Regions from separate parts of the Sus scrofa genome. Here region 2 is linked to region 1. Evidence: chromatin contacts called from public Hi-C data. All regions are on one chromosome and are shown on one strand. The core of a region is the stretch at or near the end of the contact, and the rest is flanking DNA. Distances in the headings are between cores, read along the strand shown. Region 1 overlaps CTIF (CBP80/20-dependent translation initiation factor). Region 2 overlaps SMAD7 (SMAD family member 7).

What was found. A called contact is a pair of places that touch in the nucleus more often than the background predicts.
Region 2: a contact with region 1 is called in a Hi-C map of embryonic fibroblasts, with 1.6 times the contacts expected there. The contact joins two enhancer-like sites. A contact is called at or near these places in 1 of 47 Hi-C or Micro-C datasets (embryonic fibroblasts) and 1 of 2 datasets of contacts at active chromatin or transcription factors (alveolar macrophages).

Annotation. Positions count from the first base shown.
Region 1 is chr1:98,345,693-98,351,377 of Sscrofa11.1, reverse strand. The region is part of intron 7 of CTIF (CBP80/20-dependent translation initiation factor); the gene reads right to left. Among named protein-coding and RNA genes, the nearest start is that of TRNAD-GUC, 120 kb to the right of the region's middle. Within about 2 kb of position 3,262, at least 3 of the 83 cell types and tissues checked have an H3K27ac peak or open chromatin away from gene starts, as enhancers often do. A contact at or near this core is called in embryonic fibroblasts, where this site is marked.
Region 2 is chr1:98,519,393-98,525,077 of Sscrofa11.1, reverse strand. The region is part of intron 3 of SMAD7 (SMAD family member 7); the gene reads left to right. Among named protein-coding and RNA genes, the nearest start is that of SMAD7, 20 kb to the left of the region's middle. Within about 2 kb of position 2,122, at least 52 of the 83 cell types and tissues checked have an H3K27ac peak or open chromatin away from gene starts, as enhancers often do. A contact at or near this core is called in embryonic fibroblasts, where this site is marked.

The DNA of each region.
Region 1 (5,685 bases), core at 2,013-4,512:
GAAAAACAAAAACACAACTTCAAACAGATGCATACACCTCAATGTTCACAGCAGCTTTATTTACAATTGCTAAGACATAGTAAAAGTGTCCTTCAAATAGATGAATGGACAAAGAAGCTGTGAGATATATATATATCCCATCTTACATATATATGATGGACTACTACTCAGCCATAAAAACAAAAATTTTCCATTTGCAACAGTATGGATGGTCTTGGAGAGCATTATCCTAAATGAAGTAGTCAGAGAAAGATAAACACTATATATCACTTACATGTGAAATCTAAAAAATACAACAAGCTAGCGAAAAAAAGAAGCAGCCTCGTAGATAATAGAAAACAAACCAGTTGGAGGTGGGGTGGAGGATGATACAGGGGTGGGAGAGTGGGAGGTGCAAGCTACTGGGTCTAAGATAGGCTCAAGGATGTATTATAGGATAGGAAGAATATAGCCAATACTTTGTAACAACTGTAAATGGAAAGTAACCTTTAAAAATTGAAAACAAAACATTTAAAATAAAAGCCTTCCCTCCTTGGCAGAATTAAAGTTGTTAAGGGAGGGACAGGTGTATAGGCTTCTTTTTGTTTCCACACACACAATAACTTACAACACACTGTATTCAAAAGGAGAAATTGTTATATTTCTGGAGGGAAAGTCAACAATTTGTTACAAAAGTCTCTTAAAACAGGTAGAGTGCTGGATCTTACAGTTCCACTTGTGGCAATTTACCCAAAGGAAATAAAGCACAGGGTCCTCGGCACAAGGATGTTCATCGCAGTAGTGTTTACAAGAGTGAAAAATAAAATATGGAGCAATTAAGAACGTGGTGAGGCGTTCTCTTGGGGTGCAGTAGGTTAAGGATCTGGCATTGTCACTGCAGTGGCATGGGTTGCTGCTGTGGTTCAGGTTTGATCCCTGGCCTGGGAAATTCCACATACCGGAGGGCAAAAAACAAAAACAAAAACAAAAACAAACAAACAAACAAAAAAACCCATGAAAAAGAATATAGTAAAAAAGTCCACTGTGTAGCATGTGTTGTCATATGTGTAGCACAGTGCTGTTTTTTTTTTTTAAAGGCAAGGATTTACATGCATAGAAAAATCTGGAAGGACACACACCAAAATGCTAACAGTCATTAAGTCATTATCTCTGCGGGAATGGGATGAGAATTTTTTCTTTTTTAGTTTTTCTTTTTAGGGCCGTACCTTCGGCATATAGAGGTTCCCAGGCTAGGGGGCCAATAGGAGCTGTAGCTGCCGGCCTACACCACAGCCACAGCAATGCCAGATCCAAGCCACGTCTGCAGTCTAAACCACAGCTCACGGCAATGCCAGATCCTTAACCCACTGAGCAAGGCCAGGAATCGAACCTCATGGTTCCTAGTCAGATTCGTTCTGCTGAGACACAGCAGGAAATCCTTTAATTGTGTTTTCTAAATGAACATACATTTATTTTTCAAAATTTTGTATTGTGGGATCACTACAGATTCACATGCAGTTTTTTGGTTTGTTCATTTGTTTTGCTTTTTAGGGCATGCCTGAGGCATATGGAAGTTCCCAGGCTAGGGGTCCAATCGGAGCTACAACTGCCAGCCTACATCACAGCCACAGCAATGCCAGATGCAAGCCGAGTCTGTGACCTACACCACAGCTCATGGCAATGCTGAATCCTTAACCCACTGATCGAGGCCTGGCATCGAACCTGCAACCTCATGGTTCCTAGTTGGATTCATTTCCACTGCACCATGATGGGAACTACTCACATGCAGTTTTAAAAAAGAACACAAAGGGATCTTTTGTATCCTTTACCCAGTTTCCTTCCATGGTAACATCTTGCAAAACTATAGTTCAGGATCACAACCAGGATACTGACACTGATACAGTCAAGAGACAGAACATTTCCGTCACCACCAGGATGGGGGTTCTGGCTCTGCTCACTGACACCTCGATGGCTAGGCGGGGAAGGGTGCTGACTGCTGCTCCCCACATGGCCTCTGCTGACACACAGGAATGAGTCCCAACTCCCCACTCAGCCTCCCTGGCAGCACCCTGGTGGGGTTCGGGTGCCTTGTCACAGCCTGCGGAGGGTGGGCTCTCGGCCCCTTACTGGCATGGGCATGGGGGATGGAGGGGGTGGGGACAGTTTTTCTAGGGCGTGCCTGAAGTAGAGCGGTTATTTTCTAAGAGTTTTCTGTCTTCAGAGGATGCCCCTTTCTCAGTTCTTTTTTTTGGGGCGGGGGGCTACACCTGTGGCATATGGAAGTTCCCAGACTAGGGGTTGAACTGGAGCTCCCTCCAGGCCTACATCACAGCCACAGCAAGACAGGATCTAAGCTGCATTTGTGATCTATGCCACAGCTTGTGGCAATGCCAGATCCTTAACCCCCTGAGCACGGCCAGGGATCAAACCTGCATCCTCACAGATACCCGTTGGGTTCTTAACCATTGAGCCACAGTGGGAACTTCCCTTTCCTGGTTCTTTTGCTGCCAAGGGCAGGCAATAGTTGGGGCCATTTTTGGTCAGCCTGCAGCCATGGGCACCTCTGGGTTGCCATAGTCAATATAAAAACATTTAGGAGTTCCAATTGTGGCTCATCAGGTTGAGAACCCAACTAGTACCCACAAGGATGGGGGTTCCATCCCTGGCCTTGCTCAGTGGGTTAAGAATCTGCCATTGCCATGAGCTGTGGTATAGGTCGAGGATGAGGCTTGGATCCTGAGGTGCTGTAGCTGTGGGGTAGGTTGGCAGCCGTACCTCTTATTTGACCCCTAGCCTGGGAACTTCCATATGCTGCAGGTGTAGCCCTAAAAAAGACCAAAAAAAATAAAAAATAAAATAAAAATAAAAGAAAAAGAAAAAAGAAAAAAGAGACATGTATAGAGGCCTGGTAGGTAAACTAAGTCCTGCTGGCTGGGAGTGCCCCAGGCCTCCTTGGAGTCCAGGTGCCATCTCATTGGGTTCTGAAGTGCATTCTTGATGCAAGCACCATGCTGCCCTGACACTTGGGTGGAAGAGGCCATTTCTCCATCCAATCCCCCCAACTGCCACCACCACTGCCGGTGCACGTTTAAGACAGCTTCATTCCTGAATGGTCTCACCCTAAAAGCAGGGGTCATCGTGGGCCTAATGCTCTAAGTTCTGGAAGAGGGTCAGTTTGCATTCCTAGGGGGGTATGAATCATCAGCATGGGCACCTGGGGGCCAGGGCAGAGCTGGGCCCCATCAGCAAAGTGAGTCACTGAGTCGGGTTCCTCCCAGCATCACTGACTGGCCTTCAGATGTGCCAGATGCCCAAGACACAGGTCAGCTCAGGAGTCTGCAGCCCTCATCCTGAGACGCATGGGGAGAGCACAGGAGAAATTCCACGGCCCGCCCACTCCCCGGGGTACCACGTGCCCTGACTTTGGTAAATGCTCCCTACTTTTATTTTTCAATTACTTTAAACTACTTGGCTCTTTTTGCCATCCACTCTCTTTGTTCTTTGAGTGTGAGTAATTTTTAAGCCCAGAGAAAAACCTTGGAAATTCCCTGGCAGATCATGTTTGATTCTTACAACTTTTGTCATCCTTATTTAGAATTTTTGTAATGCCTGCAGCTCTGGTCCAAAGAAGGTCCCCAAAGGATGGTCTACCAAGCCCTTCCCAGCATCTGTCTTGAAACTGGCTTCCCACTTGTAACATCAGGGATTCCCCTCTCTCTGCCCAGCATCCTCCCCAAGCCAACCCCTCCCCCACCCCCCTCCATCCCAAAACCCAACCCCCTTCTTTTCATCTGGAGGAGGAAGGAGATTACGGCTACCCGGCTGGTCAAGGTCTCAGAAAGAAATCAGCTAGGCAGAGCTTCTGCTTTTATTTCCTGGAAAGTTGGGGGGGGCGGGGGGTTGGGGGGGTTGGAACTCCATGTCTTCCTGGTTCGAAAGACCCTAGGAGCCAGCGCCCCCCCCATCAATACAGCAATGACCAAGAAGAATGCACCCCGTTGCTGGGCATTAGTGAGTGTACTCAGACTCACTCTGCCTGGGTGGCAACTCCTTTGTACATGTGGAGTGATGTCGGTGGGTGGGAGGGAGGCCTGGGAGTCTGCCCTCAAGGGCCCCCTCCTAACTGGGCAGGCAAGACTGATGAATTCAAAAGGAGAAGGACCAATATGAGGCTGGCTGGCTCCTGGGAGGGTGGAGAAGAGCCAGATGGCCTTGCAGAAGAGCAAGGAGGCCCTTTGCTTCCTTTCTGCTTAGTTTTCAGGGCCAGTTATTGTTGGGACTGGTCGCTGTGTGCAGCCAGTGAGGAATCTTTCTTCCCATTTTGCAGATGAGCCAACTGAGGCTCAAGGGGGCCTCCCACACCAGAGGGCCTGGCAGAGACTCTCAGGAGTGTGCCCAGCCTGTCAGCCTGTCATGGCTCCCAAGCGTCAATCTCCTGTCTGTTTCCCACTTGTCCACTGATCCCGCCCCCTCGGGAGAGAAGGGCTGAGTTAATGGCTGAGACCTGCTGTGGTGACGGCCACATGAGACCCACGTCCTCAGCCTGGGAAAGGGCTGAGAGGGCCTGAACCACTGGAAGAGCCTTGGGGCTGGGCCTCGGGCACCAACAATGGAGCCCCAGGCTCCCTGCTCTGGCCATTCACAAATATTTTTCAGCGGTCGCTGGCTGAGCTAGCCAAAACCAGCTCCTCTCTCTTCTGTGTTTGCTGGCCCTGGGTTTCGTCGATACCTTCCTTCAGGGGCCAGCTGGCTGCTCATCACGAAACCTGTGGGTTTAGGTTTGGCTGAGCTGGGAATGAGCCGCTCTTGCTCCCAGCAGCCAAGTAAGGAAGCCGCATTTGGTCTCAGATCCCCGGATATGTGGGTCCATGTTTTGGAGACAAACTAGCCATGCAGCCCTGTAACCCCAAAGGTTCTGCCCGCTTATTATGTTCTAATCCCTCTGAGGAGGAAGTTTTCTCCGATGGGAGTGGGAGTGGTGGGGTGGGGGTTGGGGTTGGGGTGGGGACTGCTTAGGAGATAAGATTAATATTCCATTTGTGCTACTGGCAACACCTGCTGTTAAGGAAATAATGTTTTTTGTTTTTTTTTTTGAGAATGGAAATTGTCAGTATGCTTTTTCCATCACTCATTTAGTTTATTCTTTTTTCTCTGGGTTCTGAAATCAGATGTCTTGTTTCACTCTAAGACTGCTCTCTTTTATTGAAAAAAAAGTCCTCAGAAGACCACAGCTGCATTTTGGGAGGTGGGTGTAGGGAGAATAACTTCAGATTTTGTTTTTAAAAAGGATTTGAACAGCAGTCCAAAGGCAGACAAATGCCTCTCTGTTCATTTTTTATTTCATAATCATTCCTCACTCGATATTCCGAGGGCCACTGTCTTATTATGGTTCCCTCAGTGTTGGACACTTTACCACATAATTTGTAGGTCTGCTTCGAAATTTCTGAAAGCAAAATTCCTAGGGCGAGTGGTTTGAAAACTATGCATGGGCTCATATTTCTTGCCTTCAGAAAAAGTGATGACTGCTTATTACTAGCTAAGGCGCCTCCTTTCCTGGCCACCTACACATGCCCTGCACAGGTCCCACCTCCCCTGCCCCAGCCACTGTGACACTACCTGAGTCGAGCTGAGAGGCAGGGGCTCAGGCGTGCAGCTCAGGGGCCGCTTAGGTTAGTGTGATGCAGGGCCCAGAAACAGGGGTCACCA
Region 2 (5,685 bases), core at 873-3,372, 170 kb before region 1:
CAGGGCAGCCTCTCCGCCAGCACAGCCCCTCCCTCTCATTAATCAGTAACCCAGAGGGAAAAGCAAGGGTTGAGTTCTTCCTGGGATCTGGGTACATAGCACCTGTCTAAAAAAAGACAGGTCACAGTTAAAGCCCTGCTGGGGGGTATTTCCTGGGAAAGAGGCTTGGAGTAGGGGGCTTGCAAAGATTCAGAAGGTGCACCACCCCCTATCCCTCCTCTACCCCCAACCCCACCCCTCCTCCCGCCTCAGTTGCCCCAGGAAGGGGACTGGAAGAGAATTATAACTGGAGGAAAAGTGCCCTCCAGGATTCAGTTCCCTGGGGCCGGCCTGATTTCCTGGGCTGAGGGTGGGGGCACAGCCACCAGCTTGCTGCGCCTCAGTTTTTTCACCTGCAAAGTAAGTGGCTGGATGTGGTCTCCATGACCCTGGTGGTACCGACATCCTGTGACCTGTGATCTTTGGCTCGTGGATTTGAAGGCGTGTGGGAATGAGACACTGCCCCCCCCCCCACCGCCAGTTGCTGAGGCGGTGGGTAGCTAATGTCCTCTCCCCTTGGTGAGGAAAAAGATTGTAGTTCTTCAAGGTTCTGGCTTGGCAAACTTTTCCAAGAATGAGTGACAGCTGAGGAGTCTTTCCCCAGAAAAATGCATATGCATACCAACATTTTTATACATTTTGGAGTGGGGGGCTTTAGCCTTGCCTGCCCTCTGTGGAATCCCCTGGAAGGCAGACTGTGCAGGAGAGCATTAGGAGAGGCAGGGCCTTTTATTTTTTGTTGTAAAATATACATACATTTACCATTCTAGCCACTTTTTTTTTTTTTTTTTTTGGCCAAGCCCCGCTGCATGTGGAAGTTCCTGGGCCAGGGATCGAACCCATGCCACAGCAGCAACCCAAGCTGCTGCAGTAACAACACCAGGTTCTGAACCTCCTGAGCCACGGAGAAGTTACCCCATTCTAGCCATTTTTAAATGTATGGTCCAGTGGCATTCGGTCCATCCCATGCTGTGCAGCCATCACCACCATCCCTCTCCAGAACTTTTTCACCTTCCCAAATTGGCACTCAAACATCGGACACCAATTGCCCAGTCCCCCCTCCTACCCAGCTCCTGGCAACCACCATTCCACTTTCTGTCTCTGCATTTGACTGTTCCTGTTCCAGGGACCTCGTACGAGTGGATTCATACACTATTTGTCCTTTTGTGTCTGGTGGATTTTGCTCAGCATAATGTCTGCAAGATTCATTCAGGTTGTAGTTATGTGTCAGCGTTGCCTTTTAAAATGTGTATGTACAGGAGTTCCCTTCATGGCGCAGTGGTTAACGAATCCAACTAGGAACCATGAGGCTGTAGGTTCGATCCCTGCCCTTGCTCGGTGGATAACGATCCGGCGTTGCCGTGAGCTGTGGTGTAGGTTGTAGACGCGGCTTGGATCCTGCGTTGCTGTGGCTCTGGCGTAGGCTGGCAGCTACAGCGCTGATTAGACCCCTAGCCTGGGAACCTCCATATGCCTCGGGAAACAGCCTTAGAAAAGGCAAAAAGACAAAAAATAAAAATAAATAAAAAAATAAAATCCATTCATCCTTCAGTGGACACTTGGAGTTGCTTCTGCCTTTGGGCAGTTGTGAGTAGTACAGCTGCATACCCAGAGGTGAAATTGCCGCCCGTGTGGTAGTTCTCTGTGGAGTTTGTTGAGGCAGGGTCATGTCTGCGTAGACAGATCACAGATCCCATGGGGCAACTGGGTGGGCTTGAAGGGGAGCCCTGGGGCAGGAGTGGGGGGGGGCACGTCTGAGGCCTGGCTCTCTGTGGTAATACAAGCCAGGTTGGAGTCCTCTGAAATGTGGGGCACACTGCAGAGAGCAGCGGGGGTCCAGGGTGGGGGAGCTGTCGGCTGAGGCTGGGAGGGCCTGCGGGAGGGGGGAGCCCCAGGCCTAGGAGGTCCTGGTGCTTTGGGGGTGAAAGGGCCCGGATGGCTGAACAGTGAGTGTGTCAAAGCCAGGGAGATTAGATTACAGAGGCAGACAGAAGTAATGATTAACTTTTCCAGTCTGCACGCTGTCTCCAGTCTGTCGTACTGTTGTTTTTCCCTGTAAGTACAGTGCGGCCCTGGCCTGGCTGGGCCCTGGTGTTGGGTTGTAAAGGAAGAAGGAATGAGGGCTGGGAGTGAGCAGGGGGCGGGGAGCCGGGGAGCTGGCCCAAGAGCGAAGGCTTTTCCATCAGATCCTGCGCTGGAATTTATTGGCCGGAATGCAGTAAATGTTCAAAATGCCATCCCAACCAACAGTTTTCATAATTGTTATGGAACAAGGGGAGCTGGGGGAGGGGAGGGATGAAAAGGACTTTTGTTTCTCACTGTATTTTTCCACATCTTTGGACGATTTCTCTACCCTCTAGAAAAAACTGAGTTGAGCTGAGTGGAGCTGTGGGGGGAATGGGGTGGGGGCAGGGCCTGCGTCTGAGGCTGTCTTACCTTTCAGGGAGCCAGAGGTCAGGGCAGCGCGGGGCTCTAGTAAATCGAGGCCCATTTGTGGGGGGTTTGGATGCAAACTTATGTTTGGAATGGATGGTCATTGGGATCCTATGCTACAGCACAGGGACATGTGTGTGCTTGGGTCGCTTTGCTGTACAACAGAACTTGAAGAAACATTGTCAGTCATCTATATTTTAATAAAAAAAAAAATGGAGGCCCACAGCAAAAAAGCAGCTCCAGTAGAGCCCCTAGACCCGCAGAACCAGGCAGAAACTGCTCTGTACCTCTGGGAGTTGTGTCTTTCGGCACATTGTGGCTTATTATGCAGCTGTGTTTATTAAGATTCTTTAACATGTAGCAGCATACTTATAGATGGTTAATAAAAAGAAGAGGGATGTTAATTTAAAAAAATGAGGAGGAGTTCCGGTCGTGGCGCATGGGAAACGAATCTGATTGGGAAGCATGAGGTTGCGGGTTCGATCCGTGGCCTCGCTCAGTGGGTTAAGGATCTGGTGTTGCCGTCATCTGTGGTGTAGGTCGAAGAGGTTGCTTGGATCCCATCTTGCTGTGACTGCGTGTAGGCCGGCAGCTGTAGTTCCAATTGGACCCCTAGCCTGGGAACCTCCATATGCCGCCAGTGCCACCCTAAAAAGAAAAAGAAAAAAAAAATGAGGGACTTTCTAGCGCTTTAAGAGAAGGTTCTTCGGTTGGATTTGCCTTTGCAAGTGGAAGCGCAGCCCCAGTTGGGAGTCCAGGTGTGGAATTCGGAGGGATTTCTAGACTCTGCAGGTGGGAGGTGGGTGGGTTAGAGATGTGACGGGAATATCCTTGAACACCCTTCTGTTGTGGGATGTTCCCCTTCCTTGTTATGTCTTCCTGGGAGTGGCCAGGATCCTACCTGGGGGTGTGGACAGGTGAGCAGATGGGGGGGGCGGTCTCTGTGTGTGCAAGTGTCTGAGCCTCTTTCCTGAATGGAGCTGCTCAGCTCTTTGGGGGTGGCAGCGGGAACTCAGTGATGCACCCGTGGCGTGGAAGAAACTTGAAATGCAGACTTGAGAAGTGATGAGGCTGGATGCACACTAACCAACAGCCAGGGAGGCCCATTTACTGTAAATATTATGAATGGAGTTGGCCGGGCTGGGTGTCCCCACCCTTCCTCTGAGGCCTCTCGGAGCCGGGCAGAGCTGGCCTCCTCAGAAGGCAGGCAGCCGGGTACACGCTATAATTTGCATGGCTGAAGGCTGGGGCGCAGGAAGCCGCGTCAGCCCGGCTGGCGAGACAGATGGGAGCTTTTGATTTGTGTGGCTTCCCTCCCCTGCCCGGCGCTACCCTCAATTATATCCTCTGATGGCAAAACACTGCTCTTAGGAGGGACCCCGGGGGCTCGGGGGCCTCAGACTTGGGCTGTTTGAGGGGCTCAGGAAGCGGGGGGTGGGGCCCGCTGGGGGAGCAGGGAAGTACATTTTAGCTCTAGTAACTGATTACTCATCACAATTTGTAAGACACAGTCACGAATCAGTCTTGTAGATGAGCAGGATCTGCCAAATATGTAAGCTCTGGGAGTTTGCAGGAGGAAGGAGGATGATGGTGGGTGAGGAACTTTAGGGCACCAAGCCTGGGTGGGCGTTGGGAGTGTGATGATGACACAGGAGACCCCCCTCCCACCCCAGGAGGGGGCTCGCCTTCCCCTGAGACAGAAAGAACATGTTTGTAGACTCACTGAAAGTTTTTGTAAAGTTTGATTTAGAGATGGACACAGCAAACTCTGACTCACATCTCTTTTGCCTTTTGGTTTTGTTTTTGTTTGATGGTTGCAGATGAAATGCAAAAAGGTGCCCTGCTCCCCAAAGTGATTTTCTGCCTCTCTAGAAGGTAGTAAAAAGAAATGGACCCGGCGATGTTTCTTACTGACCAGAGACATCTGTGAATCCCAAAGTATAGCCAGAGACCCATCAGAGGCAGAAGAGGGCCCCTGGGGCTGTTTTACCCCAGCCCCTCTGCCTGGTAGTTATGGGCAGGTCAGACTGAGGCTTGGAGGGGCAGAGCCACTTGGCCAAGGTCACAGAGCAGCAGCGTGCTGGCAAAGAAGCCCTTTCACTCTCTTGGCTTCTTGGTGTGAAGGAGCTGAACCCCACACTCGGGGCCACAGTAGGTGTAACACTTTCAAAGTGTGCTCTGGAGGACACATATCTGAATCTCTAGTATTTGGAGAGGGCTGGTGGCTTTAAGGGCCTGAGGTGGCTGCCCACCCACAGCTCACACGGGCCTCGAACCCAGTTCTTGGCAGGTGATGTGTGCCTGTCTCCCCTCCTTTAACATATGGATGGTGATGCTGTGCTGCCTCACAGCGTGCCTTTTCTGTGAGCATCTGCCAGAAGGGCTCATTAGGTTTAAGTACCAGCGCAGAACTATTCTCCCACCTGGGGTGGGGTAAGGGGGGCGAAGAGTGTGGTCAGCGTTTTCCGAGCGTTCTCGAACCTAAGAGATGATATGCCCCCTAAGAGTTGAGAGTTTCCAGTGAAGCTGCAGCTCAGGCCTGGCCCTCTGGCTGCTTTTCATCACATCACAACAGCCGGTGAGGCTGCCATTGTGAGCTTCATTTCAAGGATGAGCTCAAGTCACTGCCAAGGTGCCCTGGGGAAGCAGGTTTGAGGAGGGGGTGTCTGGTTCCATAGCTGGTCCACCCATGAGGGGTGGGGCTCCCTGAGGAGTGAGACTTGGGAAGCTCAGCTGGTTGGGGCCAGGGCACCTGAAGAAGCACCCTGGCTTCTGAAGGCAAGAACCTGTGCCACCCCCTGCCTGCCCCCTAGCCCAGCCACCCGGACCCGCATTGCAGAGCTCTGAAGGAAAAAAAAAAATCCAACTTTTCCATCCTGCTTTCTACCAGCCAGAATTCATTCTCCCTTCCATTTGTCCAAGGAGCTCAGGTGGTAGTGATGGGTTGGATCTGCGCATTTTCTGGGTAACAGAGTTAACTGAGAGTGAGGTTGTTTCACCCCCCACACACACAACCCGGGTTGCTTGCTCTGAACCCCAGAGCTGTCTTTGCTCCCCCGACAACCCGAGGGAGCGGCGGTGGCGTCATTGCTTGTGTCCCGGATGGGGTGGCAAACGTGGCTGAGAGCTGACCCCGGAGCCCAGACGGAGCCCAGACACCCCAGCCTGGTTTTATGTTTGCTTTAGTTTTTTCGGTCATTTGCTTCCTGAAAA